Linked DNA regions of Sus scrofa: region 1 is linked to region 2. The links are chromatin contacts, called in public Hi-C maps. All regions are on one chromosome and are shown on one strand. The core of a region is the stretch at or near the end of the contact, and the rest is flanking DNA. Distances in the headings are between cores, read along the strand shown.

The links. A called contact is a pair of places that touch in the nucleus more often than the background predicts.
Region 1: a Hi-C map of alveolar macrophages shows a contact between it and region 2, with 3 times the contacts expected there. The contact joins two enhancer-like sites. A contact is called at or near these places in 11 of 47 Hi-C or Micro-C datasets (alveolar macrophages, blood, embryonic fibroblasts and 6 more) and 2 of 2 datasets of contacts at active chromatin or transcription factors (alveolar macrophages and skeletal muscle).

Annotation. Positions count from the first base shown.
Region 1 is chr1:27,061,534-27,066,255 of Sscrofa11.1, reverse strand. No RefSeq gene overlaps it. Among named protein-coding and RNA genes, the nearest start is that of IL22RA2, 9.6 kb to the left of the region's middle. Within about 2 kb of position 2,660, at least 13 of the 83 cell types and tissues checked have an H3K27ac peak or open chromatin away from gene starts, as enhancers often do. A contact at or near this core is called in alveolar macrophages, where this site is marked.
Region 2 is chr1:26,942,559-26,947,219 of Sscrofa11.1, reverse strand. No RefSeq gene overlaps it. Among named protein-coding and RNA genes, the nearest start is that of IFNGR1, 92 kb to the left of the region's middle. Within about 2 kb of position 2,054, at least 3 of the 83 cell types and tissues checked have an H3K27ac peak or open chromatin away from gene starts, as enhancers often do. A contact at or near this core is called in alveolar macrophages, where this site is marked.

The DNA.
Region 1 (4,722 bases), core at 1,411-3,910, 120 kb before region 2:
AAAACATCCCCTATTCCCCAAAGAATGGAATTTCCCTATTCCTACATTTCTCCAACAGAGGGCGCCTGCCTTCTTCCCACCCCCACGTTCCTCTCCCAGCGGAACAGACTTTCTCAGAGCTTCTTGCCAAGGTCACTCTGGGCTCCTGGCTCCCACACAGCCCAGCTCTGGGCTAATTCCTTAGCCTCTGAACCGCACCCCGCCCCTGTCCCTGCCCCCACCCCCAGCCGCGCAAGGCCCTGGTCCTGTCGGCCTCAAGATTTTATTTGTCTTCTGGGTTCCTCTTGTGTTACGAGATAAACCTCTTTGATCTCTCATTTACCTAAAGAACAACTTGAAACTTTCCTGTGCGCTAGTTTCTTCACTTGGAAAAAAGGGACAATACTGGCCTCACCAGGTGGCCGGGAAGGTCAGTGAGGGAAATTTCCTTATAGCAGAGGCTTGAAAAACATGAGTCCTGCCTGCAAGCTTGGTGAGTTGGGATGGCTGTTATGTTTCCCAAACTTTCAGGCAGGAATCCTATTCAAGCAGGAAGTATGGAAAAGAGGATCCCTACAGATCTAGAGAGTGAGTCACATCTGGTTCCATGTAGCCCTGCATGAGAACCATGGAAATGAACAGCTCTGTAGACCGCATAGCACATTAGAATTGTTCAGGTAAAACCGATGTACTGAATTCGGCACCCTGTTGTAGGATGTGGAGATTGGTACTCTTAAAAAAATCAAAAAAAAAAAAAAAAAAAAGAAAAAAAAAGGGAGTTCCCGTCGTGGCGCAGTGGTTAACGAATCTGACTAGGAACCATGAGGTCGCGGGTTCGGTCCCTGCCCTTGCTCAGTGGGTTAACGATCCGGCGTTGCCGTGAGCTGTGGTGTAGGTTGCAGACGCGGCTCGGATCCCATGTTGCTGTGGCTGTGGCGTAGGCCGGTGGCTACAGTTCCGATTCAGCCCCTAGCCTGGGAACCTCCATATGCCGCGGAAGCGGCCCAAGAGATAGCAACAACAACAAGACAAAAAAGACCAAAAAAAAAAAAAAAAAAATCAAAGAGCTAGTTTTTTGTTTGTTTTGCAGATTGTCTAACCTTTTTTGGTCATCTGACTGTAATCCCATACCTTTATTCTGTATTTTATTGACTCAGTTCTGGCTTGCCAAGAATTTTTGCAGTTCTGCAGAAGTTTTCAAATTTTCTGGAATCACAGAAACAGACAATTCCTCTCCCTCTCTCTGTCTCTAAACACACACACACACACATACACATTTAACTGCTGCAAAAAGAGTAAAACTGACAGGGACATAATGATAAGCCAAATAGAAGTGATTGTGTGGACAGTTCATTTAGTCCACAAATATTTACTAAGCACTTGCTCTGTGCCAGGCACTGTCCTAAATTCTGGAAATATTACAGTGGATTAGACAAACTTTTCCTTTCATAGAGCTGATATCATAGCATCTGTGTAGAGGGGCAGACACGTGGTTACTCTTTCAGGCAACAAGCAGTGCTAAGGAGACAAAGCAGTGTGCAGGGAGAGAGATGCCAGGGAAATGCTGCTGCAGGTAGAGGCGGAGGGAAGGCCTCCCTGAGGGGGTGACAAGTGAGCAAAGGCCTGAGCTGGGTGATCTGGGGAGCCCTGCACCGTCTAAGAAGGGAGAGCAAAGCACAGATGAAAGAGCAAAGGCATGTGGCTGGTGGGGAGGGAGTGAGGGGCCAAGTACTGGCCATGAGCCAGAGGCCATGGCAAGGTGTTTGGATGCACGCTGAGGGAAGGGGAAGCCACCGGAAGGTGTTAAGCAGGGAAAATCTGTAATAATAAAATGTCACCATGAAGGCAGTTGGGCTAGGAACACTTCCATTGTTCCTGGTCTGGGTCCGTGCAAAATGGAAGCCGTTTATCTTCTGCCTCTAAGTGGCGACGTTTGACTCTGCCAGATGGTGCTGCAGATGGGTAGGAGGGACAGGACAGTTTGAAATGGGAGAGAAAGAAACTGAATGAAGAAGAGTATCCTCGAAGCTCCCATCGTGGCTCAGTGGTTGGCGAATCCGACTAGGAACCATGAGGTTGCGGGTTCGATCCCTGGCCTTGCTCCATGGGTTGGGGATCCTGCGTTGCCGTGAACTGTGGTGTAGGTTGCAGACGCGCATTGGATCCTGTGTTGCTGTGGCTCTGGTGTAGGCCAACGGCTACAGCTCTGATTGGACCCCCAGCCTGGGAACCTCCAGATGCCATGGGTACGACCCTAGAAAAGGCAAAAAGACAGGAAAAAAAAAAAAAAGAAGAATATCCTCATGTACATTTAAACAGGAAAAAAATAATAATTCTGCAGCTCAGGATCCTACACGTGTTGTTCGTTAGTCTTGGAAGTTTCTTTTTCGCTCGCTCTCCCTGCCCACACCACCTGCTTTAGGCTTGCATGCCACCTGCTCATGCAAGGAGGCTGACATGGTCCCCCATCTCGACTCAGGCCCCAGTCCTGCTCCAGCTGCACCCTGTGCTCACCCTTCGTGACATCTGTCAAGTTGTAACGAAGAATTTGATGATTTAATTGTTGATCACCTCCTGCCCTTATGGTGGCTTATTTTTACGACATGCCTGTATTAGGCCAAGTTCCGCACTAAAGGCGGTATGAGATAATCCCCTAACCACACTATGTGCTAAGTATGGTTATTACCCCAGCTGCAGAGTAAATTGAGCCAAAGAGAAGGAACTTGCTCCACTTCACTTGGTGAGGAGCCACGTTGAGATTCTAACTCAGCACTTTGACTTCAGAGCCTCTGCCCGTGACAACCACAGCCCTGCATTTATTTGGGACTAGGGACCGCCCATGTGTGCTTAGGTGTTAGGAAGTACTGAATAACTGTTGACTGAAAGAAGTGATTTCTTAGACCCCATCATCATCTGAAATTGATCCATCTCTAAGATTTTGAATTTAGAGCACTCCTTCTCCAGCCCTGCTTTCTAGCCCAGGGTGGGGTAGTGTCAGGGACGCCTGTTGTTCAGGCCCACATGCTTCACCCTGCCTGTTGAGTGAAACACACCGTTCTTGACTCCTTTACCAGCAGGAGAGAAGGGCCAAGTTCACCCTCCACTCAGTGGCGCTCTAGATGCCCTCTCCTTCCTAGAGATTCGAGGTTGGCAGCACCCCCCATTGCTCTCATCATTTGGAAAAACTGGCTTTGTGCTGACCAGGTGCGGGACAGGTGGAACCTCCTCTTCCTCTCCAAGCCTTAATTTCTTCATTTATAAAATGCAGATAATACAGACAAGGTCGCCCATAGCAACAAGGTACCATAGGTAAAGCATTCGGTGCAGTGCCCGGTGCATCGGAAGGGCTCAACACATATTAGTGGTTGTTTATTCCTCAGCTCCCAGGTTACAGAACTTTCTAGAGAATCTCAAAGTATTCCCCCAAACTTAAACTTTCATCTTTAATGGGGAACTGGATGCAAGCCAGCATTCCTTTTTCCATCTTCTTGTTGGCATAGATAATTCATCAGATATCCATTTCTGGCTTACCTTTATCTGCTTCTGCTTCATTCCTCCCCTTTCCCCCTTAGTGTTTCACTATTTTTTAAATATTTCTACTTTTATAGTCTTTCAACAAAGGTTGAGCATCCCAGAAAACATCCTCTATTCTGAGATCTCTCTACCCCTGAACAACAGCAGGCAGCTGAGATTTACCGGAGAAAGCATGGGAGGCAGAATCCCCGCTCCGCCACTTACTGGGTAATTCTCTTCATCTGATGGCATCCTCATTTTAAATGGGGACAGCAAGTCCACCTCACCGGGTGTTATAAAATGAGATGAGATTTTTTTTTCTTTTCCTACGGCCACATTGTGAAATATATGAAGTTCCTGGGCTAGGGGTCGAATCGGAGCTGCAGCTGCCTGCCTACACCACAGCCACAGCATAATGGATCTGAGCCTCATCTATGACCTGCGATGAAGCTTGTGGCAATGCCAGATTCTTAACCCACTGAGCGAGACCAGGGATTGACCTCACATCCTCACAGAGACAACAATGTGTCCTTCACCTGCCGAGCCGCAATGGACCTCTGAGATGGGTATTTTTGAAAACAGTTCAATAATTATCCATCTGTTTTTATTTGTTCACTCGTTCATTCATGCCCAATTGGTAGCTCTGGGAGAAAGTGACCAAGAGTGCAAGCTCCAGAATGTGGAGGCACAGAAGGAGAAAATGTGAAGTACTGTACCTCATAAACAAAGCCAACTAAGCACCCTGCAAACGAAGAGTTATGATCTACCTCATCCATTTATACTCTTTTTTTTTTTTTTTTGCCTTTTCTAGGGCCGCTCCCGCAGCATGTGGAGGTTTCCCAGGCTAGGGGTTCAATTGGAGCTGTAGCCGCCAGGCTATGCCAGAACCATAGCAACTTGGGATCCGAGCCGTGTCTGCAACCTACACCACAGCTCACTGCAATGCTGGATCCTTAACCCACTGAGCGAGGCCAGGGATCGAACCTGCAACCTCATGGTTCCTAGTCAGATTCATTAACCACCGAGCCACGACAGGAACTCCCCATTTATACTCTTCTTAGGCATAAAAACCAGTGTCCTAAATGTGACTCAGGCAGTAATCTTAGAAAACTTGGAATAAAATGAAGATGCAATAACATGATTTTTGGAAACCAGTAATAATTTAGGGGAAAAAAATTGAAGAATTTAAGAAGCAAAATTGGGAGTTTCTCTTGTGCCTCAGTGGGTTAA
Region 2 (4,661 bases), core at 805-3,304:
AATTGATTTATAATGTTGTGTTCGTTTCTGCTGTACTGCAAAGTGATTCAGTTATACATATATATACTTTTTCACATTCTTTTCCATTATGGCGTATTGTAAGATATGGTATAGTTCCCTGTGCTATGCAGTAGGTCCTTGTTCTTTATCCATCCTATGCGCAGTAGTTTGCATCTGTTAATATCAAACTCCCAGTCCAACCCTCTCCTGCCTCGCCTTCCCCTTGGCAGCCACAAGCCTGTTCCCTATGTCTGTGGGTCCATTTCTATTTCATAGATATTAACTTACTACTTTTTAATCGTTGCTTCTCCCATCAAGACAATTAAAATGTTAGCCTGCTTTCCCGATCCGGTAGCATCTGTGAACCTAAAGGAACTCATTGTTCCGTCATTCACGTGAATCTCAAGACCACATCCAAAGCTGACCTTTTACTTGCATACTCGATGTGCACTTTAGTTCAGCTTTAGAATTTAATCCACTCTTTCTCCGTTTCCTACAAGAAAAACGCCGAGTCCCCTCTTAAGATTTTCCTTCCAGGTTCTTCACAGCCATTGCCCTTTAGGTTTGCAGCCCCATCTCCCTCCACAGACCACAAGCCTCAGCCAATTACGCCTTTTTGCTATTCCCCAAACACACCCTGCTCTTCCATTACCCTGGACTTGGCTTTTATTGATCCCTTTGCTAGGAAGCGCTCCCTCTTTTCCACTTCTAGGAAAATCCTACTCCTACTTCAAGGCTCTGCTCTGTGGAGATGTTACTCCTTGTGCCTCTAACACTTCATAATTGTCAAATGAATGAGTGAGTGAATGAAGGAATAGCTTTCTCCACGGAATTACTTCATATCAATTTGCTATTTCTGTCTTTTATAAGGGTTGGAACTTCAAGTTGTTTAGATCTTAGATTTTTGATTAGTCAATTCTATTTTAACTTGAAATCAGTAGTAGTTCTTTGGTCGCTTTTTTCCCGACATCATGATGAGGATTTAATAATATATTCCTTTGTAGATATTCTTTCTTTCCCACCATATGTGGGCTGTTGGTTTAATCAGTTTATGGGCCCAGTGCTGGCAGAGGCTCCAGTCTTTATTTTTGTGCACATTTAGGTTTGTGCCTTCTGAAAACTCAAAACTTAAAATGGACCTCATTATCTCTGGGAAGAGTAATAGGATAGATACATGTATAATGGTGTGAATTTCAATGAAATACCAAAAACTTTTTTTTTTTTTTTTTTTTTTGGTGGCCATACGTGTGGCATATGGAAGTTCCCAGGCTAGGGACTGAATCTGAACTGCAGCTGTGACCTATGCAACAGCTGCTGCAATGCCAGGTCCTTTAACCCACCTCACCAGGATGGGGATCGAACCCGTGTCTCTTCAGTGACCTGAACCTCTGCAATTTCTTAAACCACTGTGCCACGGCAGGAACTCCCACAAAATGCATTAAAAAAAATACAGATGAGTTATTATTATGGACAATAAGAGAAAAAATGGAATTGTATCTTTCAAGAAGATAGGGTGAGAGGAAGAATTTACTCTCCTGACCACAGTTTATCAGAGAGGCCTAATGACTCAGTGGAGGAGAAAAGTCTCAATTCTAATAGCGATGTCTTATGCCTGGACTCTGGGACCAACTGCTTTGGTCTGAATCCCAACTCCACCACTTGGCTTGAGCAAGGGACTGAAGCTCTCTATGCCTCCATTTCCATATCTGAAAGATTGGGGGTAATAACTGTATGCACATTGCAGGGTTGTTATGAGGACTAAGTTAATTAATACACATAAAGCACTTAGAACAGTGCTGGGCACATGGTTAAGTGCTATAAAGTGTTATTTCTGTTTCGGATTTTTTTCAAATTTAAAACAACTTTAAAAAAACCCAAACTTTTTTTAAGTTTAAGAAAGAAATCCTTGCTCTCACACTTTTGGGTTTCGATTCGGGAAATTAGTAAACTGTATGAGACTTTGAATTATTAAATAGATTCAGCTAAATTCCATTCTACCCTCGCCGCTCCCCGGCCCACAACCATTGGAGGATGCTGCCCTCTGGTGGTCACTCAGAATTGCTCTACAGCTCAATCAGACCTATGCTGAAATTTCCTTTGTCTCCACTTGCCTATAACTTACAGGCTAGTTTATCAGAAGTTAAAGTATTTTCCTCCGGGCATTACTTGAAACTTAACTGCTAAGTCATAGGAACTACATAGATTTAAAAAATTGGACTGGTAATATAATTTGCATTCTAATGGTTGGAAACAGAGGGCAAAGTGTATGATTACAAAATGTATTCTCTGTACTTTTATTGACTCGTTTGAAAATCAGATAAATAGTAGCTAAGTATCTGAACATCAAGTAGATACCTCTTTGCTATCTAAGCATTCCTTGTGGACCAAAAAGTATGAATGTTAGTATAGGTATTATATTTCATATTAAAATTTAAATGTTTTTGTTAAAATTTCATTTTTCTGGCCAAATGTTTTTCAGAATTGAGGAGCTAAAGCCATAGTTATTAAAATTAGAACTTAGGCATGTGTAAAGTCCATTAGTATTATAAGTTTAATGTTTTTCATCATCGAAACATCTTTAGTCAATGCCCTAGCTGCCTAAACCCTATTTCTTCAGGAATCCCACGTACAGACATTTATTTTCAAGTGAAATTATGAAAAACTAATTCTTTGCTAACTCTTTTGAAAACTTACAGAATGCAGTTTGATGCAAGTCAGCTCACCTCTGCTAGGGGAACTGTCATGTAATTCCCAGCACTGAAAAAGGAACATCAGAAGATCAGTGACTATTTATTTACACATTTGTTATCGTTTCTACTTGGGAATAAAGAATGAGTTTGAACTCTAAAAGCTGAGCCTGCAGGAAGCCCCATCCGTCTCTCCACACTTCTGCTGTCATTCCTATTGTAGGGAAAACATTATTCAAACCACAGGCTCCAAACTCCCAGGTAACTGAAGCCAGCAGGAAGCTCTGTTTGATATCAAGTATGTTCTTTATCAACCTTTTTGTTGTGATGGGAAGAAATGAACTAACTTTACTTTTATCTTGGCCTGTTTTAATATAACCCAGTAGGTGAATGCTTTATTGGTGTGCCTTGGCCAAACTCTTTGATATATCCTGACTTTGTGGTCATAAATTTTCCATGCAAAAAAAATTAATGGTTTTTCATCTAGCCATATCAACCGGAAAGCATTACATGTTCATAGGTTTTTATTAAAAGTGTGTTTAAAATTTTGCTTATAGGAATTGCCCCATGGAAAACACAACTTGATTTTTCACATTAGATTCCGAGAAGCCCCTCTGCCATCAACAGAGAATCAAATGTAACAATGCAATCCTGAACCGTGCGGTCAACATTATAGACTCAGTCTCAATGCTTTTTTGTATTAGAGAGACTCATGTAAGATAGGAACATGAAGTATCTTTATTTTTTTCTTCCACGAGTAGTTGGTTTTTAGCGAGCAAGCTAGCGGTGCATACATAGTGGCATTTATTAATGAGTACACTTCTAATGCTTTTATTATTTTTTATATTTTATTTTATTTTATTTTATTTTATTTTATATTTTTCTCTTCAGGGCTGCACCCACGGCATATGGGGGTTCCCAGGCTAGGGGTCTAATCAGAGCTGTAGTCACCGGCCTACACCACAGCCATGGCAATGCCAGATCCTTAACGCACTGATTGAGGCCAGGGATCGAACCCGAAACCTCATGTTCCTAGTTGGATTCGTTTTCCACTGCACCACAATGGGAACTCCTTATTTAGGTTTTGACACACCACTAAACCATCTGTTAAATCTGTTCTGTATTCTCTTCAGTATCATTTGTGTAATCTTGTTTGGATTCAGTATCTGTGTTTTATAGGGAAGAACCCAATTTGACTAAAATAGAGAAGCTTTAAGAAACACACATTTAAACTTAAACATTTAAGACTCTGGATGACCTTACACTCATGTCTTTACTATTCCTGCATCGTTTTCTGTGATGTATGGTCTATTTTGGATGCTGAATTTGCTCCAAATCCCCAGTACCCATATCATCTAAGATGAAGGATTCAAAACTTCCTAACAGAAAGAAGAAAAGTAACTTTTTTAGCCCAAGCAAGATTTTATGGTACCTTTTGTAATTTAAAAGTTATAAATAATGAAAAGACGAGTTATTTCAGGGCTATATCCAGCCCAGGATTAGAGATATTATATATATTTAAACACTTAATATTTCCACCCAGAACTATTGTAATCTTCTCACAATTCAGAATTGTGCACTGAGCAAACTTCAGCTTGACATTACTGCCACCATGTTTAGACTAGTCTGAAAAGGAATCATTACAGAGACAGAAGACTATTTTTCTTATTGGATTTTTTTTTTTAATCTCAAGCCACCCTGTCTCAACCTGGGTGCTTCTGGCATTTGTCGCTGGATCATTCTTAGTGGTAGGGGACTGTCCTGTGCGTTGCAGGATGTTTTGCACCGTCCCGGCCTCTGCCTCCAAGGGACAGTAATGCCTCTTCCTCCACTGTTACAACCAAACATGTGTTGCGACATGGCCAGATGCTCCCTGAGACACTAAATTTTCCCCAGTCCCATCAGAACTGTTGTTTTAAAACCAGTACACTGTGCATCTCCTTGCTTTGCTTCCAACATCTCCAGCCAGGAGTT